Regions from separate parts of the Mus musculus genome. Here regions 2 and 3 are each linked to region 1. A link is a contact called in public Hi-C and HiChIP or PLAC-seq data. All regions are on one chromosome and are shown on one strand. Each heading gives the region's core, a stretch centred on a gene start, on an enhancer-like site or on the middle of the called end of the contact. The rest is flanking DNA. Distances are from core to core; before and after follow the strand shown. Region 1 has its middle 130 kb from the start of Il6. Region 2 holds the start of Garem2 (GRB2 associated regulator of MAPK1 subtype 2). Region 3 holds the start of Tyms (thymidylate synthase).

Region 1 (3,969 bases), core at 684-3,183:
AACTTGACACAGCTGGAGTTATCACAGAAAAGGGAGCGTCAATTGAAGAAATGCCTCCGTGATATCCAACTGTAAGGCATTTTCTCAATTAGTGATCAAGGGGGAAAGGCCCCTTGTGGGTGGGACCATCTCTGGGCTGGTAGTCTTGGGTTCTATAAGAGAGCAGGCTGAGAAAGCCAGGTGAGGCAAGCCAGTAAAGAACATCCCTCCATGGCTTCTGCATCAGCTCCTGCTTCCTGACCTGCTTGAGTTCCAGTCCTGACTTCCTTGGTGAAGAACAGCAATATGGAAGTGTAAGCCAAATAAACCCTTTCCTCCCCAACTGGCTTCTTGGTCATGATGTTTGTGCAGGAATAAAAACCCTGACTAAGACACTTCCCTTTCCCCTCCCCTCCCCTCCCCCCTCCCCTCCCCTTCCCTCTCCCCTCCCCTCCCCTCTCCCCTCCCCTCTCCCCTTCCCTCTCCCCTTCCCTCTCCCCTTCCCTCTCCCCTCCCCTCTCCCCTCCCCTCCCCTCTCCCCTTCCCTCTCCCCTCCCCTCTCCTCCCTTCTCCTCCCCTCTTCTTTCCTTCTTTCCTTCTCTTTGGAGAGGAAAGGGTTTATTTCACTCACAGTTCCATATACCAGTTCATCATCAAAAACAGTGAGGGCAGGGACTGGAGCAGGGCAGGAACCTGATGCAGAGGTCATGGAAGCATGCTGCTTATTGGCTTGCTCATTGTGGCTTCCTCAACATGCTTTCTTATAGAACCCAGGCCCCACTCATAATGGGCTGGGTCCTCCTCCATAAATCGCTAATTAAGAAAATGCCTTACAGCCAGATCTTATGGGGGCATTTTCTCAATTGAGGTTCCCCACTTTCAGATAATTCTAGCTCATCCAACACACTTGCCATCATGCTTTTACCATGACTTAAATGTGGCATCTCCTACTCTTCCCACTCCAAAAAGCTATCAGTGGTCATTTTCTTTTCTAGATCTTCAAAATTCAGAGACAAGACTTAGAAGCTCATCATTTTATCAAATTAAACAGTACATTCATTGTCATATTTAAATGGAAAGTTTTTAAAATAAAATTTCTTTTAAATATACTTATTACTTCTTTGAGAATTATTGTATCAGTTTTATTGTTCTTTGAGGATTTTATGCACTGTGATTTGACCATATTCACCTCTCCCACAGTGCTCCCATATCCCTCATGACATTGTCCTGTAGTTTGACATGCTGGGCTTACATTTTCCCACCTCCCCCCTTTTGCATTTAGATACATGGAAACTTAGCTGAACTGTCTTCAACTTAACGGTTCTTTGCTTAGCTGAATCAATATTACAATAAGACCACAGAATTAATCTCTAATGTCTTGTCTTAAATTGCCAACATTTACACTTCATTCATTTTTAAACTCTGGTGAAATTTCCCATTTTCTCTTGCATGCTGGTCACTTTGAGCATTTTTTTTTTTAATTCTCCGACTCCCTTTAAGTTAGAAATTCGTTGTCAGTCACTCAGTCAATGATCAATTAGATGATAGCCTATGCTTCTCACTTCAGAGAAATAGCTTGCTGATATTTCAGGTTGCCACTCTTTGGCCGAATTGGAAGTCATTATCAGGATATGTGTTTAAACTCTCAACAGGAATGTAATGAACATGAACCCTATGTCAGGAGCCAAGTAATGCACAGATCTGAAATCAGTGTGGAGAAAACTAAAACCATGCTAAGTTAAAAATAAACAGTCTAGGCCCCAGGCCAAGGTGACTGGCTGAGATAATTTGTGGTGGAATGGCTTTGGAGTTTCAGCCTCAGTCCCTCCTGCCTGGCACCAAAAGGTCTTGGCCAACTCGAGTTCCTCTGATATCGTTTAGGAGTCAGTTACAAACTCTGCATACCTCAACCCCAGTCATTCTGAAATCCATCATTGGTTTTCATTCATGTATCTGCATGTGTCATTAATTTATAACAGAGCTTGAAGAGAACTATCACAGAATACACTAGGCACAAGCTACACTAAACATCTTTTAAAAGTGTGGCTGATGAGTAATTCAGAACAACGGAAATGCTTGTGGCTGACTGCTTTGTATATTCTGTAAGTTAAAAAATGTTCTCTACACAGCTGCCTCCCAGGAGCAAATTCTATGTTTAACGTGCATAGAGGTTTTAAAGTATCACCCATGTACTTAGTAAAATCAATGTGTGAATACTGTAAGAAAAAGCCTGAACAATAGAAAAGTGGATAGGATAGAATAGGAAAGTTCTCATCCCTCTTTCCCTCACCATTATATAAGCCAGGTCTTTGCAACAAATTTCCCTATAGGCACAAATATAGATACAAATATTCAACAAATGACATTTATCAAATTTCTTCTCTGAATCCAAACTAAAATGCAGACAGGTAACCTGTTGTCTGTGAAGTTCCAAACTCCAAGCAGACTTGGTAATGGCACATGCTGATACATGATTGTAACTGATTCCTACACAGTCATCTTACCTGTGCCCCTGTGGCACACGGAGAAAACATTCTCTCTTCTTGTAACAGGCAGTCTCCACCCAACTCCCCTCACCTTCTTCAAGGCCCGGCTGTACCAGTCACTCCTTTCCTCTTCCTGTCATGTTCTACTGTGTCTCAAATGCTGGTGTGTAGGCAGTTGAATACTGAGGAGTGACCTCAGGGTATGAGTGGTGGTGGTGCTGCTGCTATAAAACAAGAAAAAGATGCTCTTCTTGTAACTATTTTTATAGACACCTGATTCTCTTTCTCTAAAGATCAGTCTTGAAACCTGACTCAAACATGTCTACCCAGTGGATGTAAGGGGAAGCATTTACTGTTGGTTTCTATTGTCCTTTGGCCAAGGATCAGCCTTTCAATGTAAATTTCTCTGGCCATGGGTGGCACAGACATGCATGCCACAAAGACATGAGTCCTTCAGGCATTTTTAGTCACAAAACAACCTGAGTGGAAGGTAAGATGCAGGAGTTCAAAGTGAGAGCTGCCTAAGTTAAACTGAGAGCTTAGTCATTGTGTGTGTGTGTGTGTGTGTGTGTGTGTGTGTGTGTGTGTGTGTGTGTGTGTGTGTCTGTGAGAGAGAGAAAGAGAGAGAGAGAGAGAGAGAGAGAGAGAGAGAGAGAGAGAGAGAGAGAGAGAGGTGTACAAGTGTTTGCATGATCTGCATGCACATGTATGTGGATGTCAGAGGGAGACCTCTCATGTTTTGGAGACAGGGTCCATCACTTTCTTGGAGCTGCCTGTGTAAGCTAGGTTGGCTGTTGAGTGGTCCCAGGAATCCATCTGTCTCTACCTCCTTTCCCCTACTCTGAGATTACAAGGACATGCTACCATGCCAGCATTTTAAAATGTGGATTCTGGGGAGCAAACTCAGGTCTTCTTTTCATTCTAGTAAGACAAGAACTTTATTGACTGAACTACCTGGTTCCCTCACTGGCCCCCCTTAAGGCAGAGCTTGAGGTTGTCCAGGCTGGGGCAGAGCTTCAGGTGGTCCAGGCTGGGGCAGAGCTTCATGTGGTCCAGGCTGGTCTCCAACTCATCATATGACAAGGATGACCTTGATCTCTCTACCTCCCAAGTGCTGGAATTTCAGACATGTGTCACCACACCAGGCCAGTGTTTTGTTCCTGTTTAAACACATACTGTGTGATTAAAATATGTGCCATTATTTAGCCATTATATATTTTTTTGCACTGCCAGAAATTAAACTCTGGGTCTTGTGAATATTAGGCAAATACTGCACAATCTGAGATGAATCTCCTTGTGAATCTGGTGTATTTCCTTGCAAATATCAGGCACACACTGCGCGATCTGAGGTGACTCTATCTCCAGCCTCTTGCCATTGTTTACCTATGTTCCTCCAATCATTTTTTTTTCTTCTTCAGAAATACATCAGGGCAGGCAAGGTGCAAATCTCACAGCTGTCTAGAGGGAAAGAAAAGGGGGGAAAGCATGCTGTTTGAGGTAAGCT
Region 2 (3,969 bases), core at 856-3,355, 220 kb after region 1:
GTCACACATGTAATGTAGTTTAAAAAACAAGGCAGACATGTCCTGCGGCATCACCTAACATGAGTCCTGAGCTACATAATGTTATAGCTGATTGGTCAGCCTGAGCTACATAGTGTTGTAGCTGAAAGGTTTATGGCAATGAGCATTTCGGCACCCAGATTGTGAATTTAAAAGGACTATTCCTACTTAAAAGGACCAGGTATCCCTGGAGCCATGGCTGATAATAAAATGTTCACTGGGAACTTGTGAGCACTCTGTGAGGAACATGCATGAGAATACTGCCTCAAGATGTGATGCCTACTTCAGGGTTTGGCAGTATAGCCCTACACAACTGCTGTCCAGAGTCTGGGTTATGCTTGCAGCCCTGGCCTTTACCCTATAAACTGTCATATTGTGTTGTGTGACAAAACTTTTCCTGTGGAGGCACACATATCTACTCACCTCAGGGAGCCCATGACAGACCAAACTACAGATGCCACCAAAGTTATGTTTCCTGAACCATGAGTTTTATTGGGAATGTGGGGAAGGAATATAGAGCAGAAGTGATTCGAAGACAGCTGCATTACTAAAGCCCACCCCGGCTCACGAAGCTGGGAATCTGGAATACACTGCACTGCTCAACAGGTGGGAGAGTGCCCTTCCAAGGTGGCTCAGTTGGTCTAAGCCTCTTCAAGGTAGCTCGGTAGGCTTCTGCTTCTTCCAGGTCTTGCTGATCTGGTCTCAGAGTCTTCTTTGTTGCATGGCTTTGGAGCTGGTCCTAAAGAATCTGATGAGTTTCAGGGACTTCCTGAGGCTCCTTTAGTTTATCTTCTTTCTTAAGAAGCTTGCCTGCAGGATAAAATGTTTCAACTTCAGAGGAAACTATTACACAACATGTGGTCACACTATTCAAGAGAGACCCTCTTCCCTACCAGGTGGGAAAGTGAACTTTCATTCACTCATCTCTTTCACGGCTCCATCCTTCATCTGCCCCCACGCCCATTAAATACTGCTTGGGGTACTGAGGCAGAAGGAAGGGAAATTCAATGATGTGGCTATGCTAGAAAGAAGTTCAAGGTCAGCCCGGGCAGCTTCTTGAGCCTTGTCTGAAAACCGAAAACAAGAGAAGGGCTGGAGGAGCACACGTGGCAGGCCCTGAGTATGGAAAAAGAAAAGGGAAAAAACGCTCTTGGCGCCATGGCTCAAGGCTGTAATGCCTGGCCTGTAGTACTCCAGGAGGTTAAGGCAGGAGGGTGGGAAGACCAACCTAGACTACATACAAAAAGACGGGTTCAGGCGCATCAGATGAAAGGGTTTGTGTGTACACGTGTTGAAGTCTCCTGAGGGCATGGAGGCCAAGACTGAATAGAGTCCATACTTTTAAGGACCAGACTAGGGACCAAGGTCCTTCTTGAAGAGCACTCAGCCACGACCGGCCTGCACCTGCAGAGGGCGCCGCAGACACACTGAAGCGAAGTGAGCCTCCAGATGGGTGCGAGAGCAAGGCCAGCAAAGTTTCTGGGAAAGGCTTCTCCTCTAAGAACTCGAGAGCTTCAGACAGGAGGGGATATGAAAGTTGGTAGAAAGAACAGAAAAGAAAGAGACGGTTTAAAAAAAAAAAAAAAAAAAAAAAAAAGAGTGCTGCCACTGACCCCAATCGTTCAGGTTTGAATCTGTTTTCCCATCTACAGAGCAGATTGGGGGGAGGGGGAGGGCGTGGGGGGGGTGGAGCGGGGTTTCGGAAAGTGCTCTTACAGGATTCCAACACTACTTAGATTCAAACTCCAAGTGCCGCCTGCCCTCTTTGCTCCTCCCCAGTCTGAGCATCCCCGCCGCTGAGCTTGGAGTAGCGGATGTGAGCAACGCAGCAATCCTGAGTCCGGACTCCGCGAGGCCTTGGCACGAGGGGAAAACCTCGGACACCCACCCGGCCAGAGTCCCATCGGACCTGTTCTCTTTTCCCTAACCATCTCCACCCCGAGCACCCTGTCACCTGGGCGCTCCGGGGGTGCGGGCCCGGCGGGCGGGGCGCGGGGCGGGGATGGGGGTGGGGGCTGATGCCCCGTGGAAGGAGGCTGGCCACGTGACTCCCGAGGCTCAGCTGGGCTGCCAGGCGGGGAGCGCCGCTTCGGCCCAGGAGGAGGTGGTGGGCGCGCAGCCCGAGCTGCGCGGGACTGGCCGTCGGGGTCCCGGGACGGCGAACCCCGGGGAGCGCCCATGCCATGGAGAAGCTGGCGGCCGGGCTGGCCGGGCTGCGCTGGAGCATGGGCGCTTTCCCGCTGGACCTCATCGTCAGCCGCTGCCGCCTGCCCACGCTCGCCTGCCTCGGACCAGGTACCCGGTGTCTAGAGGGGAGACGGAGGCGGAGGATGCGAAAAGTCGGGGCTTCGCTCTGTTGGAGCTGGCAGGACTTACAGGCGCATTCAGTCACTACCCTCCCTGTCCCCGTTGATGGGGGGCTTTGCTTGTCTTCTGGGGCTGCTCCTGGCACAACCGGAGCCCCCAAGTCTGGGAGCCGCTTCTGGGCCCCTCCGACCCCCCACAGGGTTAGTAACTGGCCGCAGGGTTGCAACAAAGTTTTCAGTCCCCCTGGAGCCAGTAGCGATGCTGAGTCTGTGGGCCGCTCTGTCGGTGCACCCCGCTTTCCCGGCGCCTATCGGCCCCTGCCCAGGCCGCACCCCCTTGATCCCTTTGTCTTCCAGCCTCTCACCTTCATCGTACCGCATCTCTTGGACCACGATAGGTCTTTCCCTACCATCCCCGCTAGTCCCTTTTTGGGACCTTTCCTGAACCGTCCTTTGACATCCTGAGGTCTTTTGGCAACGGGCAGACTATCCTCCGGAGAGGCCTGAGTGAGCGGGCCGGCCACCAGGCACCCCCCTCCCACACACACACACCCTTCCCTATCTCAGCAGAGGACCCCCGGCCCTCCCCCACCTCTCGTCCTATTTCGCCAGCAGGTGCGGGTGTTCCGATGATGGGACCGAATATAGGAGAGCCTGAAGGCTGCACAGAGCAAGAGGACTGTAGTGTTGGGGGAAAGGGGAGCTGTTTGGTTGGGGGAGGGGCGGGAGCCGGGGCTGGCAGCCAGGCTGGGGGTTTTGTGTGTGAGAAGAATAGGGGTTTGGCCCGCGTTGGCACACTCGCTTCCCTGAATGCTAATGGGACTCCTGTGCTGTTCTTGGACTGGCAGCCCCTCCTCAGACCCGCAACAGCAAGAACTGGGCACAGTGAGCACCAGGCGGGCCGAAGCAGGCTCAGTGGGACTTCAGTGTGTCCCGGTCCTTTAGGTGGAATACCTGGCAGTCTAACTCTGGTGGGACCTCACTCACTGCTCAGCGTGAGATCCCAGGACTGCGCTTGCAGCTGGACTGTGTCTGCTTGTGAATAGGAAATTCTGCCCTAGGTTCTTCCTGCTCACTTCCCACGCATCTCTTTGACACCCTTTTCTTTGAGTTCTTTTCTGAGCGCTTCTTTATGGCTAGGACTTCTCTGTGCTTCCCTGACACCTGTGCGCCCCATTCCACAGGGCTGCTGGCTTTTGGGGAGGGCCAAGGAGTATGGACATTCATTCATTAAGTGAATGAATGAATGAGCAATAGTGTGGGATGGCCTAGCTGTCTGTGACAGTGTGGTTATTACTGTCGTAACCATTAGAATAAAAATGTATGCTTGAAATTGTGTGTCCTTGGAAGTCCTCTCGTTGGTATGCATTCAGGAGGGGTCCCCTGGTAGGATCTTGAGACTGAGTTGTGCTGTTTGGATGACAAGCATTTGTCTTGTTGGGTGCAGCTGAACTATTGCTGAGGGTGACCCCTGGCTATTGGTGTGTATACCTGTGTGGCTTTGGCCTGTGTCTCTGTGGAGGAGTGGGGGGTGGGGCTTGTTAGATTAGCTCCAAGGAGAGCTTGTAGAGCTGGAGGAGAAACAACAAACCTCCCCTGTGCATATTTGCACTTTAGTGCACATACATCCTCACACCCAGAATGG
Region 3 (3,969 bases), core at 408-2,907, 190 kb after region 1:
CCTCAGACACAGCCTAAAAGCACCTCGCCCCAAGTCCACTATGCCATGGGCATAGAGGTGATATCAATCATGTAAAAACTGAACAGTTTTCAAATATTTGGAAAGCAAACTGACCTAGTATATGGAAACAGAATTGTTTACTCCTCGGAATGGCTATCAGGGAACTTTGTGACCTCCACTTCGCAGGTACCCAAAGGAAATGCACAAGTGTCCACAGCTTAAGAGGCAAAGGGGTGGTGCAGGTGAGGCAACCCACAAGGCAAAGTGAAAATGCTCAGGTTAGTGGTGTAGTCTGAGTGAAGGTTTTGCAACCAGAGCACTACTTCCAGCTTTAACATCATCGAAAAGCTGAATGAACACTAGAGAGGTAAAGGACAAAAACAAAACACAACTATACTTTAAAAAAAAAAAAAAAAAAAAAAAAAAACCTGTCCACAGTCTAAGCAGAGGACGTGAATTAAAAGGTCTGTGGTTCATCAGGGTCCACAATTCTTGGGAGGTCCTTTAGGCTGGACCAATCTGTGCAGTAGAAGCTGTAGTTTACAGCTCCAGAAAATGTTTGAGACTAAGCAAATGTCCTAAGAGCGGCCATATCCCCACTCAAAGCTACTCTCTACTCCAGTGTCAGGTTGCTCTTCATGTTTCCTGAATGCCACCATTAGCACCCCCATCCTCAGCCAACACCTAGGAGGTTCTGTGCCCTTCCAGGCCCTGTGGTTGATTCCATCCTTTGCTCCTCAACAGCCTCTTGTTACTCTTTAAAAGCCAAGGCTGCAGCACTTGGGAGGCAGAGGCAGGCGGATTTCTGAGTTCGAGGCCAGCCTGGTCTACAAAGTGAGTTCCAGGACAGCCAGGGCTACACAGAGAAACTGTGTCTCGAAAAACCAAAAATAAAATAAAATAAAATAAAATAAAATAAAATATAAAAGCCAAGGCTGTTGGAAGGAAAAACCCCACAGTTCCCGCCTAAGGCCCGGGTCTCCCCCTTTCCCGCGCAGCCGTAGCACCGCCCAAGCCATTTTCGCTCCAATTTTAAAAGCAGCAGCAAAGGGGAGCAGGAGATAAGGGGAGGAAGAAGAGGAGCAAAGTCAAGACCTCAGAGCAGGATTTGGACAAGCTCCCGCAGGTTTCTTCCCACTCCCTCCCTCTGGGCCGCACAACTGGTTGAAACTGGATTCGGGAGAAAAGGTTTAACAGGGACTAAGGTCAAAGGCAGACCTTCAGAACCTGGTTTACTTGAAGTAGTTGTCACCTGGGTCGCGCACGGGAAGTTTAGGACTCCTAGAACCTCAGAGCCCGGGTTAGGGCTATCCAAGAACGCTCGCCCGGCGTCTCCGCGTGCCCAGCTTGCCTGCCGGACGTCCTCCCGCTAATGCAGACCAGCCCCAGTTACCTCTCAGGCTGTATCGTGCCTGCATGCCGAACACCGACAGGGTGCCAGTGCCCGTGCGGTCCTCCTTCTTGAAGCCGCAGCGCAAAATGTGCTCCACCTGCCTCAGGTACTGGAGTTCTCCATGCCGTGGGGCTTCCGCGCTCAGCTGCTGAGCATCGGACTGCAGCTCGGAGCCAACCACCAGCATAACGGAGCAGTCTGGCAGCAGTGTAGTCAGCGACAAAACCAGGACCTTCCTGGCGCTCTTTTCCTCCAACACCAGCCCGCCTCTTCCTGCTGGGAAACTTCCGGCCGCCAGAATCCGTGGCAGACCCCGCCCCCACGTGACAGAAGTGGTTACAGCTTGCAAGGCAAACACCTGCCCACTTTCTCAAATCTGTATTTACCCTATTATGGCATTAAGAGCCTATAGGATCAGGGTGTGGGGATGCATGCCATTAAATCCCAGCTCCTGGGAGATTGAGTCGGCTAGAGGATCTGGAGTTTAAGGCAAGCCTTCACTTCATAGCAAGTTCAAGGCCAGCCTAGGTACTTGAGACCCAGTCTCAAAAAGAGCCTTTGGCTTATACGATACTTGTACTTGGATCTTTATGTAGTTTGGGAACCACAGTAATTTTGGCTTCATAGAATGAATTGGGTAGAGGACCTTCTGTTTCTGTTTTGTGGGATAGTTTGAGAATTGGAATTAAGTCTTTTTGAAGGCCTGATAGAACTCTGTGCTAAGTCCTGGGCTTTTTTTGTTTGGGAGACTATTAGTGACTGCTTCTACTTTTTTAGGGGAAATGGGACTGTTAAGATCATTAATCTGATCCTGATTTAACTTTGGAACCTGGTATCCGTCTAGGAAATTGTCCATTTCATCCATGTTTTCCAGTTGTGTTGACTATAGCTTTTTGTAATACAATCTGGTGATGTTTTGGATTTCCGCTGGTTCTGTTGTTATGTCTCCTTTTTCATTTCAGATTTTGTTAATTAGGATGTTGTTCCTTTGCCCTCTAGTTAGCCTGGCTAAGGGTTTATCTATCTTGTTGATTTTCTCAAAGAACCAGCACCTGGTTTGATTGATTCTTTGAATAGTTCTTTTTGTTTCCACTTGGTTGATTTCCACCCTAAATTTGATTATTTCCTGCTATCTACTTCTCTTGGGTGAATTTGCTTCCTTTAGTTCTAGAACTTATAGGTGTGCTGTCAGGCTGCTAGTGTGTGCTCTCTCTAGTTTCTTTTTGAGGAACTCAGAGCTGAGTTTTCCTCTTAGGAGTGCTTTCATTGTTCTCGTATGTTTGGGTATGTTGTGGCTTCATTTTCTTTAAACTCTAAAAAGTCTTTAATTTCTTTATTTCTTCCTTAACCAAGATATCATTGAGTAGAGTGTTGTTCAGTTTCCACGTGAACTTTGGCTTTCTGTAATTTATGCTGTTATTGAAGATCAGCCTTAGTCTGTGGTGATCTGATAGGATGCATGGGATAATTTCAATATTTTTGTATCTGTTGAGGCCTGTTTTGTGACCAATTATGTGGTCAATTTTGGAGGAGGGACCATGAGGTGCTGAGAAGAAGGTATATTCTTTGTTTTAGGATAAAATGTTCTGTAGCTATCTGTTAAATCCATTTGTTTCATAACTTCTGTTAGTGTCCATGTGTCTCTGTTTAGTTTCTGTTTCTAAGTTCTGTCCATTGGCCAGAGTGGGATGTTGAAGTCTCCCACTATTATTGTGTGAGGTGCAATGTGTGCTTTGAGCTTTACTAAAGTTTCTTTAATGAATGTGGATGCCCTTGCATTTGGAGCATAGATATTCAGAATTGAGAGTTCATCTTGGTAGATTTTACCTTTGATGAGTATGAAGTGCCCCTCCTTGTCTTTTATGATAACTTTGGGTTGGAAGTCAATTTTATGCGATATTAGAATGGCTACTCCAGTTTGTTTCTTTGGACCATTTGCTTGGAAAATTGTTTTCCAGCCTTTCCCTCTGAGGTAGTGTCTGTCTTTGTCCCCGAGGTGGGTTTTCTGCAAGCAGCAAAATGTTGGGTCCTGTTTGTGTATCCAGTCTATTAGTCTATGTCTTTTTATTGGGGAATTGAGTCCATTGATGTTAATAGAAATTAAAGAAAAATATTTGTTGCTTCCTGTTATTTTTGTTGTTAAAGTTGGGATTCTGTTCTTGTGGCTGTCTTCTTTTAGGTTTGTTGAAGGATGACTTTCTTGCTTTTCTAGGGTGTAGTTTCCATCTTTGTGTTGGTGTTTTCCCACTATTATCCTTTGAAGGTCTGGATTTGTGGAAAGATAATATATGAATTTGGTTTTTTCATGGAATACTTTGGTTTCACCATCTATGGTAATTGAGAGTTTTGCTGGGTATAGTAGCCTGGACTGGCATTTGTGTTCTCTTAGTGTCTGTATAACATCTGTCCAGGATCTTCTGGCTTTCATAATCTCTGGTGAGATGTCTGGGGTAATTTTAATAGGTCTGACTTTATATGTTACTTGACCTTTTTCCCTTACTGCTTTTAATATTCTGTCTTTATTTAGTGCATTTGTTGTTCTGATTATTATGTGTCAGGAGGAATTTCTTTTCTGG

What was found. A called contact is a pair of places that touch in the nucleus more often than the background predicts. HiChIP or PLAC-seq counts read pairs in DNA pulled down with a chosen protein or histone mark.
Region 2: a Hi-C map of Th1 cells shows a contact between it and region 1, with 2.2 times the contacts expected there. The contact joins the promoter of Garem2 here to the enhancer-like site in region 1. A contact is called at or near these places in 1 of 39 promoter capture datasets (stem cell-derived epiblast-like cells), 2 of 484 Hi-C or Micro-C datasets (the HPC-7 cell line and Th1 cells) and 2 of 115 datasets of contacts at active chromatin or transcription factors (embryonic stem cells and stem cell-derived neural progenitor cells).
Region 3: an H3K27ac HiChIP or PLAC-seq map of the HPC-7 cell line shows a contact between it and region 1, with 6 times the contacts expected there. The contact joins the promoter of Tyms here to the enhancer-like site in region 1. A contact is called at or near these places in 5 of 115 datasets of contacts at active chromatin or transcription factors (the 230-238 cell line, the HPC-7 cell line, effector CD8 T cells and 2 more) and 1 of 9 other capture datasets (macrophages).

What each region holds. Positions count from the first base shown.
Region 1 is chr5:29,885,633-29,889,601 of GRCm38.p6, forward strand. No RefSeq gene overlaps it. Among named protein-coding and RNA genes, the nearest start is that of Il6, 130 kb to the right of the region's middle. Within about 2 kb of position 1,934, at least 51 of the 459 cell types and tissues checked have an H3K27ac peak or open chromatin away from gene starts, as enhancers often do. A contact at or near this core is called in the HPC-7 cell line, Th1 cells and embryonic fibroblasts, where this site is marked.
Region 2 is chr5:30,103,091-30,107,059 of GRCm38.p6, forward strand. Garem2 (GRB2 associated regulator of MAPK1 subtype 2) reads left to right here and starts at 2,106. Exons shown (of 6, transcript NM_001167879.1): 1 at 2,106-2,313. The coding sequence starts at 2,202. It overlaps 3110082J24Rik (RIKEN cDNA 3110082J24 gene), which reads right to left and starts at 2,996. Exons shown (of 3, transcript NM_001256263.1): 1 at 2,917-2,996; 2 at 1,973-2,324; 3 at 494-828. The coding sequence starts at 2,269. The coding sequence ends at 799.
Region 3 is chr5:30,071,968-30,075,936 of GRCm38.p6, forward strand. Tyms (thymidylate synthase) reads right to left here and starts at 1,658. Exons shown (of 7, transcript NM_021288.4): 1 at 1,394-1,658. The coding sequence starts at 1,580.